Linked DNA regions of Mus musculus: regions 1, 2, 3, 4, 5 and 6 are each linked to region 7. A link is a contact called in public HiChIP or PLAC-seq and promoter capture Hi-C data. All regions are on one chromosome and are shown on one strand. Each heading gives the region's core, a stretch centred on a gene start, on an enhancer-like site or on the middle of the called end of the contact. The rest is flanking DNA. Distances are from core to core; before and after follow the strand shown. Region 1 holds the start of Tepsin (TEPSIN, adaptor related protein complex 4 accessory protein). Region 2 overlaps Baiap2 (brain-specific angiogenesis inhibitor 1-associated protein 2). Region 3 holds the start of Lgals3bp (lectin, galactoside-binding, soluble, 3 binding protein). Region 4 overlaps Baiap2 (brain-specific angiogenesis inhibitor 1-associated protein 2). Region 5 holds the start of Slc38a10 (solute carrier family 38, member 10). Region 6 has its middle 42 kb from the start of Mir6935. Region 7 holds the start of Rnf213 (ring finger protein 213).

Evidence for each region. Promoter capture Hi-C pulls out the DNA fragments that hold promoters and counts their contacts. HiChIP or PLAC-seq counts read pairs in DNA pulled down with a chosen protein or histone mark. Capture Hi-C pulls out chosen DNA fragments and counts their contacts.
Region 1: a promoter capture Hi-C map of liver shows a contact between it and region 7, with 2.2 times the contacts expected there. The contact joins the promoter of Tepsin here to the promoter of Rnf213 in region 7. A contact is called at or near these places in 3 of 39 promoter capture datasets (hippocampal neurons, liver and pre-B cells), 5 of 115 datasets of contacts at active chromatin or transcription factors (bone marrow-derived macrophages, embryonic forebrain, embryonic stem cells and 2 more) and 2 of 9 other capture datasets (adipose tissue and liver).
Region 2: a contact with region 7 is called in a FOXA1 HiChIP or PLAC-seq map of pancreatic cancer cells. The contact joins the enhancer-like site here to the promoter of Rnf213 in region 7. A contact is called at or near these places in 3 of 39 promoter capture datasets (the 3T3-L1 cell line, liver and pre-B cells), 3 of 115 datasets of contacts at active chromatin or transcription factors (embryonic basal ganglia, embryonic stem cells and pancreatic cancer cells) and 1 of 9 other capture datasets (pancreatic islet).
Region 3: an HNF4G HiChIP or PLAC-seq map of pancreatic cancer cells shows a contact between it and region 7. The contact joins the promoter of Lgals3bp here to the promoter of Rnf213 in region 7.
Region 4: a contact with region 7 is called in a FOXA1 HiChIP or PLAC-seq map of pancreatic cancer cells. The contact joins the enhancer-like site here to the promoter of Rnf213 in region 7. A contact is called at or near these places in 5 of 39 promoter capture datasets (liver, maxillary cranial neural crest, pre-B cells and 1 more), 3 of 115 datasets of contacts at active chromatin or transcription factors (bone marrow-derived dendritic cells, large pre-B cells and pancreatic cancer cells) and 1 of 9 other capture datasets (adipose tissue).
Region 5: a contact with region 7 is called in a promoter capture Hi-C map of liver, with 4 times the contacts expected there. The contact joins the promoter of Slc38a10 here to the promoter of Rnf213 in region 7. A contact is called at or near these places in 2 of 39 promoter capture datasets (liver and pre-B cells), 1 of 484 Hi-C or Micro-C datasets (embryonic stem cells) and 7 of 115 datasets of contacts at active chromatin or transcription factors (bone marrow-derived dendritic cells, embryonic forebrain, embryonic stem cells and 2 more).
Region 6: an HNF4G HiChIP or PLAC-seq map of pancreatic cancer cells shows a contact between it and region 7. The contact joins the enhancer-like site here to the promoter of Rnf213 in region 7. A contact is called at or near these places in 2 of 39 promoter capture datasets (liver and pre-B cells), 1 of 484 Hi-C or Micro-C datasets (embryonic stem cells), 4 of 115 datasets of contacts at active chromatin or transcription factors (embryonic stem cells, large pre-B cells and pancreatic cancer cells) and 1 of 9 other capture datasets (pancreatic islet).

Annotation. Positions count from the first base shown.
Region 1 is chr11:120,097,223-120,100,531 of GRCm38.p6, forward strand. It overlaps Tepsin (TEPSIN, adaptor related protein complex 4 accessory protein), which reads right to left and starts at 1,509. Exons shown (of 13, transcript NM_183137.2): 1 at 1,404-1,509; 2 at 287-359. The coding sequence starts at 1,451. Ndufaf8 (NADH:ubiquinone oxidoreductase complex assembly factor 8) reads left to right here and starts at 1,712. Exons shown (of 3, transcript NM_001110242.1): 1 at 1,712-1,843; 2 at 1,926-2,036; 3 at 2,952-3,202. The coding sequence starts at 1,760. The coding sequence ends at 2,981.
Region 2 is chr11:119,989,985-119,992,984 of GRCm38.p6, forward strand. The region is part of intron 6 of Baiap2 (brain-specific angiogenesis inhibitor 1-associated protein 2); the gene reads left to right. Among named protein-coding and RNA genes, the nearest start is that of Mir3065, 23 kb to the right of the region's middle. Within about 2 kb of position 1,452, at least 154 of the 459 cell types and tissues checked have an H3K27ac peak or open chromatin away from gene starts, as enhancers often do. A contact at or near this core is called in embryonic basal ganglia and pancreatic cancer cells, where this site is marked.
Region 3 is chr11:118,400,440-118,403,755 of GRCm38.p6, forward strand. It overlaps Lgals3bp (lectin, galactoside-binding, soluble, 3 binding protein), which reads right to left and starts at 1,520. Exons shown (of 6, transcript NM_011150.3): 1 at 1,347-1,520.
Region 4 is chr11:119,968,838-119,972,148 of GRCm38.p6, forward strand. All of the region lies in intron 3 of Baiap2 (brain-specific angiogenesis inhibitor 1-associated protein 2), which reads left to right. Among named protein-coding and RNA genes, the nearest start is that of Gm11767, 27 kb to the left of the region's middle. Within about 2 kb of position 1,439, at least 36 of the 459 cell types and tissues checked have an H3K27ac peak or open chromatin away from gene starts, as enhancers often do. A contact at or near this core is called in pancreatic cancer cells, where this site is marked.
Region 5 is chr11:120,149,704-120,152,928 of GRCm38.p6, forward strand. It overlaps Slc38a10 (solute carrier family 38, member 10), which reads right to left and starts at 1,648. Exons shown (of 17, transcript NM_024249.5): 1 at 1,277-1,648. The coding sequence starts at 1,375. It overlaps Gm11769 (a long non-coding RNA gene), which reads left to right and starts at 704. Exons shown (of 3, transcript XR_389232.4): 1 at 704-1,011; 2 at 1,135-1,695; 3 at 2,076-3,018.
Region 6 is chr11:120,303,983-120,307,108 of GRCm38.p6, forward strand. No RefSeq gene overlaps it. Among named protein-coding and RNA genes, the nearest start is that of Mir6935, 42 kb to the right of the region's middle. Within about 2 kb of position 1,274, at least 315 of the 459 cell types and tissues checked have an H3K27ac peak or open chromatin away from gene starts, as enhancers often do. A contact at or near this core is called in liver, pancreatic cancer cells and pancreatic islet, where this site is marked.
Region 7 is chr11:119,388,525-119,391,602 of GRCm38.p6, forward strand. Rnf213 (ring finger protein 213) reads left to right here and starts at 1,575. Exons shown (of 68, transcript NM_001040005.3): 1 at 1,575-1,602. Mir1932 (microRNA 1932) reads left to right here and starts at 1,948; the gene lies at 1,948-2,037.

The DNA.
Region 1 (3,309 bases), core at 259-2,758, 710 kb after region 7:
AGTTGTCTGTGAGCCGGGCGGTGGTGGCACACGCCTTTAATCCCAGCACTTGGGAGGCAGAGGCAGGCAGATTTCTGAGTTCGAGGCCAGCCTGGTCTACAAAGTGAGTTCCAGGACAGCCAGGGCTACACAGAGAAACCCTGTCTCGAAAATCCAAAAAAAGAAGTTGTCAGTGCTCCTGGAATAGCAGAAAACCCCACCCTGATGCAGTATCCCTTCCTGCTATGTCAGGATCCCCTCCGTACTAAACACTAAACCCACCAATGGGAACAGTGCAGAAGGATACTGGCGATCTCTTCAAACAGGTAGCCTGGACATGGGATGCTATCATCTGAGGTCCCCTTCAACAGGATGGGGAGCTGTAGGGGAATGAGGGCCATGGTGAGCTGCCATCTTAGACAGGGTAGGTCCCAGCCACTGAAGGGAATGGAAGCAAGCCTCATGCTGACTGGGGCTAAAACTGCCCAGGAGAGAGTCTGGGCAGGGCCACAGTCACCCTAAGGGCCACAAAGCAGAGCTGCAAACAGGCTCTGCTCTGGCATGGAGGAGTGACCCGGGAAAGAGGAAAATCAACAAAGGTTCTCTAACGAGGTCAAGATGAGGTTCAGCCCCTGCCTCCTACACTAAGTAACAGCAACAGAAAGAATCTCAGGGCTTTCTGTGCATTGGATGGGTGAGACTACTGGGTACAGACCCAAAGAGTGAGAACCGCTCAGCTTGGGGACTTTAAGGTTCCTTGAAGATAGCAAACTTCCATCTTATTGAGTCATGAATCAGCTTGGTTGTGCTTGCTTACTTACTTCCTTGCGTGTCCCTGCAAGCCTATGGTGTTTACTTGGTTGAAATCTGGGAACACCTCATCTCATCCATCAGTATCTGGATGAGAGGGCGAGGTTTAGGAACATTTAAGACAAGTATGTCTTCACCGTGCTATTTGTCTACAGTGCCTTCAAGGGGATCTGTAGGGAGGGAGCTGCACAGTTCAGTACTTCAGATCTTGTCCCAGACTTGAGTGATCTGATCTCTTGTAGCAGGGACTCTTAAAAGCCTAAGAAGGGTCCCTGGGGCCACTCAGTGCCCTCAAGATCCAGTCAGAAAGCTCAAGGCAATCAATTTATTGCAGTCAACAGCTGGCAGCAGGCTCCGCTCTCGCCACCCCGTGGCTATGGCCTTCCAGATGCCCCCTGTCCCCCAGAGATGTACGAGCTTCCAGGATCTTCTGAAATGAAGCCTGGGGAGAGCCGATGGGCCCCGCTGGAGATCGCCCGCCGCCCTTGGGGTTAACCTTCTGCTATCACGGCAGGCACACTCATTCTCGGCAGCTGCTGGACAGTGTCTGTCCCCGCTAATCTAGCGAGGTTCCCGGGCGCCGGAGGTCAGCACACCCGGCGAGTTTCACTCACCCTATGCAAGAAGCTCAAGCGGTCCCGCAGGGGCGGCACAGCTGCCATGGTCCAGGTAACCTCCCAAACTGCCCCGCTTCCGCCAGGCTTCGATCCTCCAATCGTCGCGCTCCTCTCGCTCCCCCGACCAATCGCTCGCAAGGGGCGGGCACGAAGGCGGGAACATCTGCGTCTCAGCCAATCCAAAGTCTCAGCAAGAGACGGACAAGAACGGCGACCAATTACAGAAGCACAGGACTGTGACTCTGACCAACCAGAAAATAGGATAGGCGGAGAGTCCGGATGTTCACGCGTTCGACTCCGGAAGAGGCAGGGCCCAAGATGGCGGCGCCCTCGAGAGCCTAAAAGGACCGCTCATGTCTGTGAACGGAGCGGTGTGGGGGCGTGTGCGGAGCCGTTTCCGAGCCTTCCCCGAGCATCTGGCGGCCTGTGGAGCTGAGGTACGGAGCGAACGGAGCGGAAGCGGAAGCGGGATGGGTGGCGACTCGGGTCAGGTCCCTGTACTGTCCCGTCTTCCCTCAGGCCTCGGCTTATGGCAAGTGCGTGCAGGCGTCCACCGCCCCAGGAGGCCGCCTGAGTAAGGACCTCTGCGTTCGCGAGTTCGAGGCCCTGCGGAGCTGCTTCGCCGCCGCGGTAGGTGGGCGTGTCCCTGCTACGTCATCTCTGTCTGGCGTCCTCTTTTCCGCCAAGCAACTCCAGTGACAAGGGGACAGGGCCTCCAGTTAGCTGTTGGCGTCTTGCCGATGGGCAACCCGATGAGACCGACCCCAGCTCCACTTGGTTTCTCCCAGCAATTCCTGCTAGATGCCAGGGCAGTGTCCTGCTAGGCACGCACCCCTGACGCACCCTGTCCCCGAGGAGTAAAGTGCAAGGTCCGCAGCAGGTTCTCCCTGCAGCACGGAAGCGATGCTGAGAGCCGCTTGGGTTCTTGATCCTGGCCTTTTTGCCCATGACCCCTCCACTAGAGCTAGGGTCGGTGGTTAAGAACCCAGGGTGACAGACACACTGCATCAGAAGCAGGTCCACAGTAGCCTCGGCGGGAATGAGGAGCAGTGTTTGAGTTGACTACAGCCCAGCCTCACCTACATACAGCCTTTGGTTTCCCGGCAGAGGCTGTTCAGTCGTCAGGTGTTGCGCTTTTCTTGTTCCTTCTAACTTGACACAAGCCTTTACTCTTGTGGTTGGTGGCCAGCAGCTGTCATTGAAACCCTAAACACACTCCTAATGCTCAGAGTTTCTGCTGTCCCTGCCACCCTCTCTGTGGCTGACCAGAATTGTGTGACTCCATCTGCTGCTTTGCCTGGACCAGATAAAGGCACCCCCCTGTGGTTCCCCCTCCATCCCTGCCCATCTCATAACAGAAACTCTCAGTCACAGGGGCCAGGCGTCCTCTGTAGGTGAGCCCAGGCTGGGACCCCCCGAGACACACTAGCATCTCAGTTCTTTAGCGTGGTTGGGATAAGGTGGCATTTGATGTGGTAGATGTCTTGCTTTAAGCCATATCTAAACTGGAAATAAGTCACTGAAACAAAATGCTTTCTCTTCCAGGCCAAGAAGACCATGATGGGAGGCTCCTAGGAAGAGCGGTGGGCGTGGAGGCCCTGTCCTGACAGCACGCATATGGGCAGCAGAGTTCCTGCTGTGTAATGGTTCCTCCCACCCTGAACCATGGGCAGGCAGGGCAGGGCTGTTTCCCGGCAGTGTGTACATGAGGATCTGGATTTGGTTGAGATGTAACATGAAGATGATTTAATTTTGTATAGTTTCAGACTTTTATATATAAAGCATGGTATAAGGAACTGGTCTCTCCCAAGGACAATGTATTCAGAGGACACCTGCACCCCCACCCCACAAAGGTGGCAGGTCTGGACCATAGAACTCTGCTCTCAGCTGGGTGTGGTGGTGC
Region 2 (3,000 bases), core at 202-2,701, 600 kb after region 7:
TAAGACGCCATGCTCTCCTAACTCAGGCTGTCAGACCCTGCTAATGAGGCCGGGCCCCACACCGGTGCCCTGTACCCCAGGGAGCTGAAAGCCTCTGTAAAGGTAGTGCGCAGCCTACAAACCCAGAAACTGCTGCTGGTGGGCTGGCTTCAGGCCTCAGTTTGGAAGGTGCTGTTCTCAGGGCAAGGAGACCCAGGGGGCCTTGTGGCCTGGTTTATGCTGATGTCCTAGGTGACCGTTCCAAGTGGTGCCTCTTTTCTGAAGTCCCAAGATAACGAAATGATGCAGATTATCACTGGCACCTTCTCTCTCCTGTCACAGCACCTCGGCTCTGCTTGTAAGACTCTGCTGCTGAGCCCTTTTGCCTGTTGTTGTCCTTGAGAAGTCTCTGGAAAGGGCAGTGGCGCAAGGGTCCACCCTAGCCTTCAGAACCTTGACTGTTCCTTAGCTGGCCACCAAGCTGAGACGTACGTGTGTGTGTGTACGTGTGTGTGTGTGTGTGTGTGTGTGTGTCCGTGTGTCCATCCCTGTGCCAGAGGAACAGGAGTCATAGGAGGAACTCTACTCACAGCCTAGTTCAGCCCTGAAGACCAGAGAGCCCCAGCACCAGACAGTTGATGCCTGGGATGGAATGAGTGGGATCCAAGAGGCCAGTGCTAAGCCCTATATGGTGACTGGCAGGTGTGCTCCTCTCCTGGAGAATAGCCCACTCCTTCCTGACCCAGAGTATGTCTGGTCTCATCCCACCACTCTTCTCTAAAGCTTGGGAAGGAGCTCACACCCAGGCTGAGCCTCCTCCAAGACTCCCTGGAGTCCTCCCAGCACAGCTCCTGTGGGGGCAACAAGACTCGTGCCCCACCCCCTACTTCCCAGAGGACCCTGGAGTGCAGGGGAGGTTCAGGGAGCAGGAAGCCCTGGTAGGCGCATGTTGCATAACCGAAGGAAAAGTACTTGACGCTGTGGAGGAGAGAGAAGAGAGAAGAGGATCAGAGAGGGAGGAGGGAACGCGCCCCCCCCGCCCCCCCCCATCACAGCAGCAGAACCCACTGTCAGGCTGGAACACCACTCTCACCTGCTATTTTGACTTCTCTTGTTACAATAACTGTCTTGAGTCCCACCTGGCAGACCTTATGGCTGGGCCCTGCTGCCGCTTGAGAGGACCAAGACCTATTCTCAGGCCTTCTCAGACTGGTCCTGTCAGTGGGGAGGGCAGGAGTTTAGTGTGGGGCTGCAGGGCAGAAGCAGCAATCTGTGTAGGTTTGGTGGCAAGGGTGTGAGTATGGCAGGCCTTGACCTTGGAGAGATTGGTGCTGGCTGGTAGGCAGAGTTGGCACCGATAGCCTCGGTGGAGACCAGCCCCCACCCAGCTGGGCTTCCCCCTCTTCTGTCCCTCCAGCTGAGCCTTGTGTGGGGAGATGCTAAGGGAACAGCCTGCTCCAACCCCCTCTGCCGCCCACAGCTCAGCCGCCCACCCACGCTGAGTCAGAGCTCCGCCGAGGTGGCTGTGAGTCAGCTGTGAGCACCCTGGCAGCTCAGGCCTGCCCCCTGCTGGAAGACAGTCGCCTTAGGAAGCGCTTCTGCAACAGCTGCTCCAGGCTGGTGGGAGTTCAGCCTAAGAGGGGTGGGCGCAAGAGATGCACTAGAGAGGCGTCTGCGTATACCTGGGTGTAAATAGACCCTTCCTTGACACTTGGGCAGTTTGATTATCATAGTAAGGTTTAGCTATGAAACCAAGTTCCACACACATTCTTATAGCATAGCTCTGTCCAGTGGTTTCTGTTGGTGTGGATGGCTTCTATCTATTGATTGAGGCTTTCTTTCAAATTGTAAACTACATATAACTGATACAAGTCACTGCCACGGACCACCCCAGCCAAGTATGGGGGTCCCTAGGATGTGGGTTCTCTAGGCAGGTGGATAAGGATTCAGCAGTGACAAACAGAAACAAACACAGAGGCAGGAGCATTCTCTTAGGTTGGTTGGTTTTAAAATGGCAAGATCTCAGGGATTCTAGGTGAGCCTCATTCTCTATATCGCTGAGGAGACCCTCAGGAGTGCTGGGAATGCTGGTGTGCAGCACACACCTCTGTGCCAGGCTGAGGTGGAGCCCAGGGCATCTCCTGTGCTATGCAGGCGCCTACCACTGAGCTATACACTTCCAGTTGGAACGTCTGTCTTCATGGTATGTGTCAGCACATCCACCCATCCCCAAAATCCCTTTATCTTTACAGTTTGTGACTATCCCCACTAAATGTCAACTGCCAAATGTCACCTGATACCACCTTCTCCCTGGTCCCTGTGAAGTTGACATCCCTGGACTCTCTGAATTCCCCTACCCCTCTGTCTTGGCACATTCAGAATAGATAGTCAGGTCTGGAGGTTGCACTGGTCCTGGGCTTTTTGACAAGAACCTTCCTGGGTAGGTTATGTTTCCCCCAGGAAGCTCAAGAGTAGTTGGGACAAGACCGCTGTTGGTGGCCAGAGAAGTACCTGTGACCTCAGGGGCTTCAAAGGGATTGCGTCTTTAGATGGGGCTTGGGGAAAGCAGTGCTCTCAGAATCCTATGGAATCATTTGACCACATATCTCTCTTGAGCCCAGAGTATCTTGAGGATTGAGGGGGCTCCCAAGGCCACCCAGATTGGATGCCCAGGTGAAACCCAGATAACCCAGATGAAAAGGCGAGGGATAGGTCATTTTTCAGTTCATGCTCTATGGTGAAGACCCCTCACCAGGCACATGCTATCCCAGGGATAGTGATCCATATGTCTTTGATGAAGGCCTCTCTTCACCTGCATATGATATTCATGAAACAATCTAAGGCTTGCTCACCTGTTCCGCTCTCCACATCCTCAGTGGTGGGTGCCCATGCTCTCTCTCCAGCAGCAGGCTTCCCTGGGTCTCCTCAGTCAGTATCTCTTGAGACCATTCTATAGCTGCTGGAGCTACGACTCTGAGGCAAAAGAAACTGTAGGTGACAGGAGCCTCAGTAGAGCCAGGG
Region 3 (3,316 bases), core at 270-2,769, 990 kb before region 7:
GTGCTACAGAGCTCTGTCTCCTGGGCAGGAACTGGAAGCCACAAATTGTTACTCCGACCAGGGGCCCAGAGACAAGCAGTAGAGATATTTCAGGTCCAGTAGAAGCACCAGGATTGGCCCCTCCCCAGCCCTCTCCCACCGACCAACCCCCACCCCAGACATTCTGCACCAGAGCAGCACGAGCAAGCCCTCAGGGGGCCAGGGCACTTGTAGCCATCTTGGCAGGGGTGAAGAGATCCTAGGATAGGCTTTGGCTATCCGACTGCGGAAGCAACAGCAGAACTGGAACTCCCCGGGAGTCTCACGCTGAAAGGAGAAGGCTGTTGCCTGGTGATAGCCAGAGAGGAAGCCTGTCTCCAGGAAATAACAGCTCACTCTGGGATTTACAGCCCAGGCAAGCCAGTTAGCTATGTATACCTCTATGTAAACCTCATGTTAATATCCCCTAATAGACTCTGGGCCATTAATGGGGGAGGCCACTGGATTCCTCTTAGTGTGGCCACATTAAATAAATCTCCTTTTTCGGCTTTTCACTGTTATGTTTTTAATTGGACCATGGAGGATGGGTGGCTGAGTCTGGCTATCAGGGGAGCTTTCTGGGCATAAGCTCTGACCGTTGAGTCCTATAACACACTGATGGGTGGGACTTGGCCCTTAGTTCTGTGCACCCCACCCCCACCCCCCAACTGGTTCCCACCAGACTTCTGCATCTAGTCAAGCACAGACCCAGAACAATATACAACTCACAAAGTTCCCACATCCCTAATGAGAGCCGAAGCTAGAGAGCCAACTGACTCCAGATGACACAGCCAGTGAGCACAGGTTAGGGTCTGCCCAGGGGTGGCCTCCTTCTACCACAAGGACCCTGGTGGAGGTGGAGGGAGCCAGAGAGTCCCACATCCGTGTGGCAAGGCATTACCCCAGTTTTATCCCAAGAAGGCCTGGGCTCTGGGAAACCTGAGTCCCAGGCAAACTGCACTGGGTGCCCACTCCCTGCATTTACTATAAACTGTGGTCGTAGGTTTGTCCATGCTGGGTCAGGCGCTCTAGGCCTTGGGAACATTGCAGTGTATGTGGATGTTGCTGTCCACTGGATGACAGAGGCTGTTTCTGCCCTACTCCTTTGTGTGGGAAGATGGGACAAGCCTGCCTATGCTGGCTCATTCAGTACCACTGAGTAGGTAGGTTTAGTCCTGGGAGAGAATCTACAGACCCAGGAGGGGGCCGGGGATAAACTCTAACCCACTCACCCCTTCAGCTGTTCATTCAGTGGACATCCTGCCCAACTGTATTGGCTCCTGTGCTCTGGCCTGCCAGAAATCATGCTGTGTAGAGTGGAGACTCACCTGGGAGCAAGAGAGGGACTCAACTGTCCCTCAGGCAGCGAGGCAGTGGCTGAAGGCAGTCCTGGAGCCTCCTTCCTGGCTGCAACTGGAAGCCTTCTGTAGACTGTTCAGCAGAGAAAAGCTCCACCATGTGGCTTTCCTCAGCCTCGTCCCAGGAAATGCTTTGTAAACCTCACCTAGTTTCGATTTTCAGAAAACACATGACAGAGGCTGCTTCTGGGGTTGGCTGTCAGCAAGGCTAATAGCCTTCTGCTTGCTGCTCTGTGGGGCAGAGGGCAGGCACCCAAGCGCCCTGTGCTGAGCTGATATACTGAGCTGATGAAACAAATATAAGTCCAGGCTAGCCAGGCAGGCACCCTGTGGGGCAGCTTGGGGGATGGTTGGAGCAAATACATCTCCAGGCTGGCCAGGCAGGCATCCTGGCGAAGGAGAGTGGAAAGATACAGAAAGAGGGCCTAGGAGCAGCAGCTCGGGTCAGACCGTGTCTGTGAATGTGGATGTGGGCTGGACTATCCTTTCCTGGACCTGGGAATGCTGGCTGCCCTTAGCTTATGCACAAACCTACCATGCGCAGAGCGAAGGTATGTGGGCCACAGAGTGGTCCTGAGAGACAAGAATAGCGATATAAAGGCTAAAAGCAGAAAGCAGGGCTGGGGGCTAGAGTGGCTTGGTGGTTAAGAGCACCACCTGCTCTTATGGGAGGCCTGAGTTCAACTCCCAGCACCCATGTTGGTTGGCTCAGAATAGCCTGTAACTGGCTTCAGGGGCTCAGACTCTGTAGGCACCCACACCCAAGTGTGCTCATGCATGCACACATATAATTTTAAAAATTAAATCTTAAAAGGTTTCTACAATACCTTTTTTTTTAAAGTAGGGCTAATTGGGCATGGTGGAACACACCTTTAGCTGGAAGGCAGAGGCAGGTGGATCTTTGTGAGTTAGAAACTAGTCTGGTTTACATAGTGAGTCCTAGGTTAGTCAGGGCTACACAGAGAAAGCCTGCCTCAAAGGAAAAAAACAAAAACAGAAACAAAACCGAAACAAAATCCTAAAACAACAACAACAACAACAAAACTACCACCACCAAAACTGCTTCAGCGGGTAAAGGGACTTGCAGTAACCAATCCTGATGCTATGAATTTGACCCCTGGGACTCACTGTAAGAGAAAACTGACTCCTGTACGCTGTCTTGATCTACACAAGTGTACCGTGGCATGTATGTACATGCATGTAGACACACACAGTAAATAAATGTAAAAATATATATATATAATTCAAAGAGGCCTAGGGAGATGGCTCAGTAGTTATGAACACGTGCTGCTCTTGCAAAGGACCCAGGTTCCATTTGAAACACCCACATGGCTGTTCACAGTCACCCATAATGCCATTTCTAAAGGATATAATGCCCTCTCCTGATTTCCATGGTCACCAGGCACACACGTGGTACACATACATGCATGCAGACAAAAGTTCCAAACATGTAAGATACACTAAAATTACAAAGGCAAATTTCCCCAGACTTATGATGTTTAGACAGTGGCCTAATTCCCAGCAGCTCCCTGCAGCTCCCCTGGCACCAGCACTGTAAGGTTTCCTACCTCAAGACACCCAACTGTCCTCTTGAACACTATTCAAAAGGTCTGACACAAATGGCCCAGGAGGCAAAGCCAGGTGACTCAGAATTGGTATAAAATCACCCTGTTCCTTTTCAGGTGTATGGTTCAGGAATTCACCGGCTGGGTTTCTGTCCTTGGTGTCTACTTTTTTTTTTTTTTTTTACACCAGTTCTGGTCTGGCAAATCCTTTTATCCTGTGCCTTGAGTTCTTTGTCCTAGGTATGACAACAGAGAGGAAGGCTCCAAGGCCCTGGAGACCAAACCCAGGCAATAGCTGGTAAGCAGATACACTGGCTCCCATACACGCCTGACTTGGTAATGCAATCTCCCAACGGCCACAGTGACCGACTCTCT
Region 4 (3,311 bases), core at 189-2,688, 580 kb after region 7:
ATAAAATAAATCTAAAAACGAGTTTTAACTAACAGTAACAGGTCCTATCTTTTTAATAACTGAAATCTTTTAACAACTCTGGGCTTGTGTTACATCATCCTTGGTATAAGTTTTATATTGGAAACACTTGATTCCTGACCTGGAGTCTCATGAAAGTAGTGTATCACTGAAGAATGGGCTCAGACATGTCCTGGATAGCCTGCGAGCTGAAGTGAGTATGGCATAGACAGTCCCACATCCACACAATGTCTAGGAATGCTAGACGCGTCTCTGAAGTGTCAGAGGACAGTGAATGCTGAAGAGATGAAAGGCAGACTGGAGCCCAGTCATCAGACAGGCGCTGGTCTGTGGGACAGCAGCCCTCAGGAAGGTTCTGAGCTGCCCATCCACCTTTCACCCCCCGTCTGTCTGTCTGCTGGAACTTTTGTCAAATCCCCAGGGTAGCTGGATCCCAGAATGGACTTCGGCTCGAGTTGCTGGTGTCTTCCACATCAGTAGTACTTCTTTCTGCTTAGACACTAGAGTTCTGAGGTCTTGGTGCTGCTGAGCATGTGAAAGTGCTGATGGCCTGGGCGCCTGTCCCTGTCGGGCTTCCTACCCTGTGACGCTTGCTCAGGACTCAGAGTTGATGCTGTACCAGGCTGACAAAGCAACATTGCTAACCAGCCTTTGAGGTATGCTTGTTCCCTCGGATCGGCTGATTTTAAGGGGTAAATTTACCCAGAAAGAAGATAGTGGACTCTATGTGTCCACTGTGGGCAGGAGCTTGGCTTCTCACACAAAGGGTCAAGTTTGCTTTACCAAAGGAGCTTAGGCGCCATGGATGGGAGTGGGGACATGGTCACTTCCTTCTCCAGTCAGACCTGAGTCTCCTTACAGACACCAGGTAGAAGAAGAGTCAGACAGGACTGAGGACCAGCAGGTCTCACTGAGATGATCTCTAGTGGACAAGGGCAGGGAGTGGCCCCGAGAGCCTGTTCCCTCGGAAGATTCTGACTGCTCACCTATATGGGGAGGACATTAGGTCTTGTCCCAACATCTTTGTCTCTTTGCCACAGTGGGACCTGTGCAGCAGCTGCCTCTGTACAATGACTCGAAGACATGTGGTCCACAACTGACTAAGGTGCCTGAAAATCCTCAGATAGGAGCAGTCCCCTGGATGACACTGGTCCAGGAACCTGAGCAGGCAAGATGGAAATAGTGGTCAGTGACTCAGGACAGTGGTGACATTGGATGCCAGCCTGAACTTGGCCCTGCCTCTCCCTACTTTCCTCAGAGTCCCTAGTATCCATGGTACAACTGTTGTCACAACATGGACATTGAGGTGGCTTTTGGACTTGTTCTGTTTCAGAACAACATGACTATAAGCTCTGCTGTCTACCGCTATCACCATGGCAACACAGCCATTGATTTTTCTCTTGGTCACCCCTTGGCCGCATTCCACTCTGGCTTTCCCATAGATGGGCGAAGAGCGTCTGAGGAACCAGTGTGTGGAGAGTAGCTGAGAGAAGGCAGGATTGGTAACTGTCCAGTGGGGAGGGGGGGAGGTTAGGGAGGGTTTGACTGTCTCACCTCCTGTCCGCCCCTCTTGCCTCCCGGTGGTTTTAACAGCACGGTGCCCTGGCAGCCCCCTCAGCTGTCTGTCTTCACCTAATGAGAGCTCTATATTCGGGCCTTGTTCAGGCGTATGCTAATTAGCTCTCAGAGGTGCCTTTCCGCTCTAGAAGCCACCAGAATAATTGAGCATTATGGATATTTGCTTCAGAAGGCTCTGGAAGGTAATGTGTGCTTCCAGCCAGGTTTGAGCAGCTGACCCCTTGGCATAGAGCCCCTCTGCTACTGCGGAGAGGATGGCAGTTCTGCCTCCTCTCAGAATGACTGGGGTGCTCAGCAGTCGAGCACCCACTGTTGACAAGCCAGTAGCACAGGGCTCCTACTGTTAGGCTCCTACTGTGCTCTGGGGGCAAACTGACCTCTAGGAAGCTATAGCATCTCCAATCACACAGGGGATGCAGGTGCCTCCTCTCCAGACCCTGCAACTCCACCTGGGCTGCTGACTACAGAGAAGCAGTCCCTGTCTGCCACCCTCTAAGACTTTGCATATGGAGCATTTCAGCCACTCCCATGGTCTGAGGGAAGCCTGTCTCTCTTCCAGCAGAGAACACAGTGGCCACGTTACAGCTGTGCTTATTAATGTGTCCTTCTGGGATGGTCTTCAGATGCTGCTTAAAATTGGGGCTCACATGGGGTCCTGTGGCCGCTGGATCCAGTTTCCTGAACCTGCAAGGGTTTGACTGACTGGCACCTCTGGTGGTGTGTGTGTGTGTGTGTGTGTGTGTGTGTGTGTGTGTGTGTGTTTTCCTTTCTTACTTTGGAGGGTCCAGGAGCAGAGTCCCTGATGGTATGTAAAGCAAACTTAGTTCTCCTGGACCCTTATTCCTGCCAGCTGGCTTCTCCACAAAATGCCCAGGGAACCCACTGAGATCTAGGACACAGGACTATGCACTGATCTTTGGCTGCATGAGCATGACTTGGGGTCTGGCTGGGACCCCTGCAGGTTTGCCACCACACCCATCCTGGCACCTGGTGGAAGAATCTCAGAGGGCAGTGCGCCCTCTGTCTCTGTGAGGAGACCACCAGGGACCTACTACTCAGAGACCCTGGGGGCTCTTTTCTCTTATTTATTTTTTTCATGCTTCGCTCACCCTTGCTGCTCAGAAGATGGGGCTGTCTGAGCAACGGCTCTCAGCAGGGGATGCTGTGCCTATAGTAATGGGGACAAGCAGCATTTAGCCCTTGCTCAGCTGGGCCTTCCCAGCGTTGGGAGACCTAGTCCTAGTAACTCTGGCAACCAGGCATTGCTTGGACACCTGCTGTCAGGGGCTGTAGCCCTTTCCTATGAACCCTGTAGTTGAGGTCTATTATGCAGGCCACCCGTTTCCGCAATGGAGCTCTATATGGGCTCTGGGGGTTAAACTTAGGTCACTGTGCTGAGTAGCAAGTGCTTTTACCCATAGAGCCATCTAACTGGCCAGATGTTCCCCCTTTCAAGCTCAGATCTATGAAAATGTCATCCTCTCCATGTTGGATCAGGGGCCCTTCACCTGGGGTTCACCTGGGGCCTGAAGGGCCTTGGGTGGAGTCTGGTCTTTTCCTGCCTCAGCATATCTGCAGGAGGCTGCTCAGTGCACTGAGCCCAGGCAAGGTCTACACTCCAGTTTTCTGCCACCTTCAGTCTCTCAGGTTCTCTCTTCCCTTCAGCATCTTGTCATCTGCACATTATAAGAACACTCTAGTTTCTGGGGGAGGGA
Region 5 (3,225 bases), core at 398-2,897, 760 kb after region 7:
AACAATCTAGTGATAGGAACTGACAGGTTTTAGGCACAGTTTGACTGTTTCTGGTCTCTCTTGCACTGGGTTCCAAGCTCTCCCCAAGCAGATCTTCACTGGGCTCATCATCTCCGTTTGCTCTGGTAGAGGCCTAGCACCTGTGCACAGCCAGGCTCCACAAGAGACTGCTCAACCACCTGAGCCCAAACAGCTAATTTCCCAGTCAGCTATGACAGACCCCAGTAAAGGGTCAGTCACACTTCACAGACAGGCAGCAAGGATGACAGAGTTCACTTGGAGATTCGAAACCAGCCAACACTCAAGTCCCAGGATGCAATTCTGCTGACAGACAGTTTCCATGGACACTGGGACACGTAGGCACTCCAAAGACACCCAAAACCATCCCCCAACAACTCAACACTGGGGTTCACAACACAGATGTCACCCCAGAGGATCTAGCTCTGTCCTCCTGTCTACATCTATTAACCATATCAAATACCCTACCCGGGAACCCTAGATACAGTCTCAATCAGGATAGGTTGTTGAGGATCAAAAACTCATTGATTAAAAAAACTTGTTTTCTATTTTTAGCCTGGGATGTGAACGACAAAACACACGAAGTAGTTGTTAGTCTACTATTAAATTATCAACAACCCATTTTCACTTCCAAATGTCTATCCCGGATTAATCTTCCACCTCATCTCCTGGGAGTCATCAGATAGGAGGAGTGGTCTCTGCCTTGATAACCCACTGTTTCAATAGAACAGGACAGCAGCCCGCGTGGCATGGATGAGCGACGGGGAACCCCGCCACTCCCTTTGTTAAGAGAGTCATTACCCAATTTGACGTTTCCATCTGCTTCCGCAACTCACTGGCAGACACAACAAAGCCACGTAGAAATGACCATCTTTTCATGTGGCATTCAACACAGAAATAACACCAAACTTTTTTGTATGCCGGCTTTTCCAACTGCGGTGACACATGATACAGATCAGACCAAACGAATGCTTTAAATCGCCTTGAGTAAAGGTGAGTAGCCGAAGCCGAGGACCGGCATGCTTCCGTGCCATGCAGTCGGTCAGAGTCAAAAACAGGACCAACAAAACCACTATCAATCCGCTAACGTATCCTTCTCTGTGCCTTTCCGTACAGTGTGAGCAACCGCTGAGCGCGCAGATCCGGACCGCGACTCGCTTCGGGGACGTTGCTTGGGTCTCTTCCCGACCCGCGGTGCTCACACCCCCTTCCCACCAAACGAGCACTTCAACCTGATGCCCCCGCGCCCTCGACTCACCTGCTTGAAGCAGAAAGGCATGGTGAGCACGCTGACGCCCACGATGCTGTTCACCACGTTCGTGATCAGCCCCCACTTGGAGGTGGAGGCGGCCGTCATTTTGAGGGTCTAGGGACCAGGACAGAGCGACCCTAGATAACCCTAAACCTGAAGCAGGGGGGGCCGCGGACAGGCGTCGCGAGGTCAGCCTCCAGACCCTGCCAGGCTCCGCAGCAGCCTCATAGCCATGGTTCCAGGTTCCCGCCTCCGCCTCCCCAGAGTGAAGCGGGAACCCGGAAGCGCCGCAGGCAACGCTAGCAACACCTCAGCTCCGCTTCGCTGCCTCCGGCACCCAAACTTCCGCCTTCGGAGCCTACTCTACCAGGAAGTGACGGTATCAAAGGGCGGGATGAGGCGGGACGCCAGCCAACTAGAAGTAGGTGTGTATGCCCGAGGAGGCGTGGTTTGGGTGGGCCCAGAGGCGGAGCTAGGCGTAACTCTGGCCAATAAGAAGTATGTGGGGGGAGGGACGGCGGGACGTGGGGCGGGGTCTGAATCAGGGCGGGGCTACAATCTGGGTTAGGGGTTCCAGGCTTAGACTAGTGACTGTGGCCGCTGGTAGAAGAGTCATTTGCTGGGTACAACCTCTAGTGGAACAACAGGAGAGAAAGAGAAGGACTACCTTTCAGGTGAGGAGTGGGCTCTTGAGGGTTAATTTTCAGGTCCTTGCGCACAGGAAGGATTTTGGGTCACAATTGGAGGACCTGTCTAGACTGAATGCCAACTTATTGGGACAAAATTAGCACTTAACGTTTTACAGATAAAAATCATCGGGACACCGGGAGGTTCAGAGACTCAGCAAAGTCACAACAGCCTGGAGGAGGGAGCATGGAGATGTGTCTGTTTGATACGCTAAGTGGGTGAAAATGGTCTACTGCCCTAATATGAAAGAAAACCAGAGGAAAGGTAAAAAGGAGAGACTAGGGAAATCTAGGATTTCAAGAGATGGTGGCTTCTGTACTGGAAGGACTAATGAGAATTCTTCCTGGAGTAATGGACATTAAAGAGACTAGAGAAAAGAGAACGCTCCAACACCTAAGTGGATTACTGGCACCTGGCAGTGTTCTTTATGGTGGTGTCTGTGGTGAATGAAGGCCTAGGGACCTGAGGTCCAAGAAAGACCCCACAATGATTCCAGGAGGCCAGAGCTGTGCATGCAAGGAGGAACTTCAAGCTGCCTAAAGAGGCTCTCCTAGAAAACAATTTGAGGCCCATGCAAGATCTCAGACAAGGGACAAATTCTTCCAGCATCAGGCAGAGCAGCTTCTAGAGATGAGAGAGAGAGAGAGAGAGAGAGAGAGAGAGAGAGAGAGAGAGAGAGAGAGAGAAAGGAAAAGCTAGAAAGAGCAATTGGTGGCATGAGCCATTAATCCCAGCGTTCAGGAGGCAGAGACAAGCAGCTCTCTTGAGTTTGAGGACAGCCTGGTCTACATAAGTGAGTTCCAGGACAGCCATGGCTACGTGGAGAAACCCTGTCTCGAACAAAAAAAAAAAAAAAGGAGTAATTGAATACAAAGCCAGAATAGGGTTGGAGAGATGGCTCAGTGGTTAAGAGCACTGACTGCTCTTCCAGAAGTCCTGAGTTCAGTTCCCAGCAACCACATCATAATGGGATCCAATGCCCTCTTCTGGTGTGTCTGAAGACAGCAACTGTGTACTCATATACATTAAATAAATAAATCTTTAAAAAGAAAAAACCAAAATACTAAGTGTCTGTATTCATCGTTTGTAAGTGAAGTCATTGTCCACAATCTATCTGACCCGTTTCTGTGTTTCCATATTCATGTATCTGATGTTCATCCCTAAGAAGGGGCTGCTCAGGGCTGGAGAGATACACTGACTGCTCTTCCAGAGATCCTGAGTTCAATTCCCAGCAACCACATGGTGGCTCACAACCATCTGTAATGAGA
Region 6 (3,126 bases), core at 24-2,523, 920 kb after region 7:
CCTCTTGTGGTTCCCGCACATCTTCATCTGGACCACAAACTTTTCCATGCCTGGTCTGTGCCCGTTTTTTCCCCAGGGCGGGGCCCCAGGACACCAGTAAGCAGGACCCAAGTCCCTGAGACAGAGTTTAGGTCCCTACTATTGCCCTGAGACCACTCTGTGCCTTGCAGGCTGTCTTCTGTGGGAACAAAGGTTCTGCCCAGTCCCATCCAATCCATCCCAAGGCTGCACAGGTGGACGGCCTCAGGGCCTCACCTATGTTACATATGCCTACTGCTCACAAACGAAACCCAATGTTTCCTAAGACTCTATTCACACTTGAGTACAAGCGCAGGACACACTCCTGTTGCTGGGCCTCAGCACCCTGACACACCACCACAGCTATCCCCACCATTACCCCATCTCCCTACCCATAGCAGAAAATGGCTGCAGGCAGTGTTGGCCTGGGTTCCTTTGCTCCAGCTTGGGCCTCCATTCGGCCAGTGGGAAGCGCTGGCAAGCTGGTGCTGCACCACCCAGCACCTCCCTGTCAGGTCACTGAGTCCCCTTTCCAAGGTCACAGCTCCTAAACGGGCCTCTTTCTCCACTGCAACTGCCCTCCCTGTCTAGGGTGGAGGCAGCTCCCCTTGGTTGCCGGCTTGGGTACTAGACATCTCCTCCTTTAAGTCATGTATTTTCCATTTATTCAACTCTCCTCAAATGTCCCGTCTGAGGGTGCCATAAAAATGTAAGACCGTGTCAATTGCCCGTATCAAAAAACATTCTAGTATGTTCCACATGGAGTAGTTTGGAGGGGAGACTAATGGAAACGGCCTGGGGAGGACTAGCCCCCAAGCTTGCACAGAGGCCACCTCTCTTTGTGTCCCCAGGGCATGAGAGGAGGTGTCAAAACCGGACTCCATCCAAGAATGAACTGATGCCTCTGCCACTAAACAGCAGGACCGTGTCTTCCTTTCCTCCACCCCACCAGCTTCAGCCTCCGAGCCAAACCCAGGTGGCGCTCTTCTGCATCCCCCAACACCTCCCATGAGAGCGGGGGTCAACCCCGTGTTTGCCCTACCACCTCCCATCCGGGAGGCTCTGCACTCCCAAGGCGCCGAAGGAGCCTGACGACGCCCCCATGGGGACCGGAGGCTACGAGGTCCACTGGCGACCGCAGGGGATCCCCCAGGGCTGCACGGGTCGCCGTCAGGTCCCCGAGGCGCGCCAAGCGAGGCCCAGCTCCGTGCCCCGCCCTTCTCTAGCGAGGAACATCACCCCACGTGGGGTTGCGGGGGGGGGGGCTCTCAGCCTTGGAGTGTGATTGGTCGCTGTGCAGCCAATTAGAGAGCCTCTGCTGCTCAGGCCAAGCCGATTGGCTAAGAGAGGGCGGGTGGGACGGGAGTGGGGCGCCCTTTTGTTCTTTGCGCCCGCGCCGCGCGCCCGCTCCGGCCCCGCCACCTGCGCGCCCACTCCGGCCCTGCGCGCCTCCCGGAACCCCCCGCTTGTTCGCACACGCGAACTAGGAGCAGCCGCCTGCAACGCAGCCCTCTTAGGGTCTGACCTTGGACGAGCTCTTTCATTCTCCGTTCCCGGGTTTCTTACCCTCGTTTTCTCCTTGTCTCCTAGGAATTGTGGCGAAGAACAGAACCAACCTGGCAGCAAGCTTGGAATGTTTCTAAAAACCTAACATTCAGTGATAGAAGAGGGGCTCTGGATCTTTCTTAAGAGTGAGGCCACGTGGGAAACTGCTTAGCGAGAGAGAATCTTTACCAACCTGATCCTGTTTGCAGAATGAGCTCCGTTCCTATCCAAGACTCACACGGGCTCCGTGGGAATGGGACAGAACTTCTGCCCTGACTGCCCATCTGTGCTAACTCTTCCTAAACCTTCAGTCAGTCAGTGGTAGTAGTGGACTCTGTCTGGAGTGGAAAATGGTGCCTCAGAAGCCCAGAGCCAGCAAAACTCCAGAGAGAGAGCTTTCTAGGCTGAACTGGGGGAGTCAGGGAGTCAGGCAGGTCTGACCTCTGGTCCCAACACCCTCCATCTAGAAACTGCTTCAGCCCTTTACACAGCAAAGCTGTGGCTGCGGAGAGGCCACAGTGCTGCGGGTTGTGGACACAGGCACCCAGTGTCCACACAGCCTGTGGGGTGCGGGGTCAGTCAGGGAACCCTCAGTATCCCCATAACATGAGTGGACTTAGTGAAGCTCTTGCTCAAGCCTAGGTTGGTGAAGGAGAGAGAGTATGGGGTGTGGAAGTGCATTTCCAACGTCCCCTCCTAGAACCGGGCGTCTACAAGACCCTATCAGAATTTAGAGTGCCTTCCTAGCAAGTGATACAGTGAACTGCACCTCCCAACAGCCTGACACTAGTGGGTTCTGGAAGGTCTCTCAGCCCCAGGCCTCTAGCAGGTGTCTGTCCTAAGGACGGGGTATTTGAGGCTACATCTGTGGGCTCTTCTTCCCCTGGGTGGCTGGGAATGGTGAATGTCTGGCGGGGCAGGTGGGGAGGACAATCCCCACCCCATGAAGTTTTAAGCACATTCCTCTCCTGCTGTTTTGAGCCCAGAGAACCTCTCTGCTGGTCAGAGAGTGAACGTTGCTGGACTGTTTGGTGTGGGAATGGTGCTGCTCCTGTGCCCTCAGGCACCTGGGCATCTTAGCTTCCGGCATTTGGAGCTCTACAGTTCCCAGGTCGCTCCAGCCACCCCCCCCCCCCGCAAGAAACAGGAAGTCTTCATCGGGAGCTGAGACTTCCCAGGTGTACCGGGGTGGTGGGAAGCCCATTGTAGAAGTATCAGGAATCCTGAGTGTGGGTCGCCCACTAGGAGCAGACCTTGCCTGGGAGCCTGACTAAGCTGCTACCATATTCCTCCTGTCCAGGCTGCTCTCAGACAGCCTCAAATGCCTGGTGGGAAAAGGGTGCATTTTATGAGTCAGGAGAGCTAGCTACGGTCACCTGCAGTCACAGCTGGCCACCCAGACACTCTTAGGACCTACCAAACTGCCTGTCCTCTGTAGCAGCACTCTAGGGTGTTTTCAATGTTAATCTGAAGTCAGGCAACCGATACTGGGTTCCCTAAGCCCAGGAGGGGCGAGTACTCAGCAGGATCTGAAGTAAGCAGGAGCCCCAGGCCAGAAGGCTT
Region 7 (3,078 bases), core at 325-2,824:
GGTTCGTCTCCCAGCCTCAGGAGGATAGTTCATGGCATGCCCTCCATGACTCCTTTCTCCAGGTGCTGATGAGTGGCTGAGAATCTCTTAGCTACTTTTCTGTTGCTATGATGGAACACCATGACTAAGGCAACTTATTAAAGAGATGGTTTGATTGGGCATATAGGTTCAGAGGGCTTAAGTTTATTATGATAGAGGCAGGGCACAGAGCCTGTGGCTGAGAGCTCACATCTGGATCTGAAAGCAGAGAGTATACTGGGCGTGGAATGGGCTTTTAAAACCTCAAAGCTGCCCCCAGTGACAAACCTCCTGTGGAAAAGGCCACACCTCCTACTTCTTCCCAAACAGTTCAATCAACAGGGGACCAAGTATTTGGACATATCAGCCCATGGAAGCCATTCTCACTCAACCCCACCACCCCCAGAGGAGGGAGGGAACCCATTAAGTGTAAAGAATGACCATAAGGAACAAACTAAGCCACAGGCGGTTCCAGAAGACTGTCTTTGGAGCTCCACTTGCATGCTGTGGCTCTAATACAACAACATAAATAAGTGCAATTAAAAAAAAAACTTTAAAAATCTGGGAAGATGAGGGTCTGGCCCCGAGGTGCATAGGAGGAAGACTTTGAGAGAGCTGCATGGAGGTTTGGGAACCGAGATCAGTTGGTACAGTGCTTGCTGAGCATCCAGAAGCCCTGGGTTCCATTCCAACATAAGACCAGCCATGGTGGTATGCACATGTAGCCCCAGCCCTTAAAACACAGGCAGGAAGTCGGGCGTGGTGGCGCACACCCTTAATCCCAGCACTCGGGAGGCAGAGGTAGGCAGATTTCTGAGTTCGAGGCCAGCCTGGTCTACAAAGTGAGTTCCAGGACAGCCAGAGAAACCCTGTCTCAAAAAACCAAACCAAATCAAACCCAAACCAACCAACCAACCAAACAAAAAGACACAGGTAGGAGGATCAGAAGTCCAGGGCCATCCTCAGATACTGTGGTACTTTAAACAAGAATGGCTCCCATAGGCTCAAGATATTTGAGTGCTTGGTCTCCCCACACTTGCTAATACTTAGTTAAAAAGCTTTGGGGGCAAAGGACATGACTGAGACTCACAGATGAGAAAGTGCAAGCACACAGTGTGGCCGTCCACTAGCAATGACTACTGCTAGCGGCTTTTGGTGGACTTCGATGTGATGGGTTGCCATCACTTCTTTGCCATCACTCTACTTTGCATGCACGCAACCTGTAGGTGAACACTCTTGCTGTCCTCCAGGTCCTTCTGTGGGTGGCTTCAGCTTGGCTAAATCCTGGATACTGTCCAAGGTGCTGGATGTCTGGGGCTAGAGGTTTGAACCTATCAATGGTCACCCATTCAGGGCGGTCCGTCCTGGTTGGGGGAGAATGTGCAACCCTGGTGCAAGAGCCAGTGAGATTTCGAAGGCCGTGGGCACGCAGCGGCTGTAGTCGCTCTGGACAAGCGAGCTAGGCCGGCGCCACCAGGCGGGGAATTCCAGCAAGGCTGTGCGCCAAGGAGGCGGAGGGGCGGCGCCGGCCCCGTGACCCCTCATCGAAGCGCGCCAGTCCGCGCGGGCGCATGGGCACTGCAGGTGCGAGCGAGGGGCTTCGGGGTTCCAGGATCTGGTGCTGGGCTAGGAGCGGGATGCAAGTCCAGGGGCAGTGACGCGAGGCCTAGGGTGCGGGATGTGGGTCTCAGGGACGCGCAGGGACCGGGGTGCAAGGTCCCGTTGGGCAGGGCGCGGGTGTTTCGGGCCAAGGGTCCACGGGGCGACATGCGGAGCTCTGGATGCTGTTTCATTGGGTGCCGGTCCTGCTAGGGAAGAGTGGGCCGGCGGCTCATGGCCCCTGTGGTCACAGTCCCTGAATGGTGCCTGCGTCCTGATGCGCCGGCGCCCAGCGGCCACTTCCTTCATGTTCCAAGTTTCGGTTTCACTGCAGGCAGCCGGTCCAGCCTGGCCCTGAGTCTCCGACCCCATTAACTCTCGGGTTGCGGACAGCGCTAGGTCGGCCCTGCTCCCCAGCAACACCCAGGAAGGTCGGGGACCCCCAACCTACACAACCCCGTGTCCTCGCGTAAAGCGGTCCCAGGCTCCGCCCCGGAATCTGCTCTCACCAACTGCAGCAGAACTTTTGCGAGCCAGATGTCTGCCCTCACCAACTGAAGCCAGAACTTTTTCGTGCCAGGCGTCTGTGCCCAGGGCGCTGATCTTACCTAGGTCAAAGCCGGGAGCCTCCCCTGTCCCCGAAGCTGCAGCGAGAGGTGCGCTCGCTCGCAATGGGCTAGCCCAAACCCATCTGCTTTTTTCTTAGTCTAGCCCGGGCGGGGGGTGGAGGGGAGGCACGGGAAGGGTCCTCTAGCTGGTGGAAAGGAGAGGCGGTGCCGCTGGCCGCTCACTTGTGCAAGGCTGCCTCTAGTCCGGGCTTCGCAGTTTCCAGGGGGGGAGGCACGGGAAGGGTCCTCTAGCTGGTGGAAAGGAGAGGCGGTGCCGCTGGCCGCTTACTTGTGCAAGGCTGCCTCTAGTCCAGGCTTCTCAGTTTCCTGAGCAGCACTAGAGAACTGACTTAGGTGGTGTTGGCTTTGGGCACACCAACCGAAAATTGTAGTAGGAGATAACCTGCCACCCCGTGGTGTGTTTCAGTTTGTTCTGTGAGACTCATGGTTTGAGAAGCAGAACTTTCTTTCTCCTCCTCCGCCCCCCCATTTTGTTTTTGTTATTGTTGTTTGTTTGTTTGTTTTTTTGGCCTTCAAGACCCGGTTTCTTTATAGCCCCTGCCTGACGTGGAACTCACTCTGTAGACCAGGCTGGCCTCGAACTCACAGATCTGTCCTGCTCGGCCTCCCCAGATTAAAGGCATGCACCACCACTACCCACGAAAAGCAGAGCTTTCTTAAAAGAAATTTACATCTCTCAAGAGAGGACAGAGGGCTGAGGCAGACCACACTTTTACCTGAGAAAGCACTTGTTCAATGCCACCACCTTGTCTAGCTCCCAACCTTCATGAAGCCTGTGACCCCAGTTCTCAGCCTCTGCCCTTTCCTGTAGCTCCTGTTTGCTAGAAAGCCT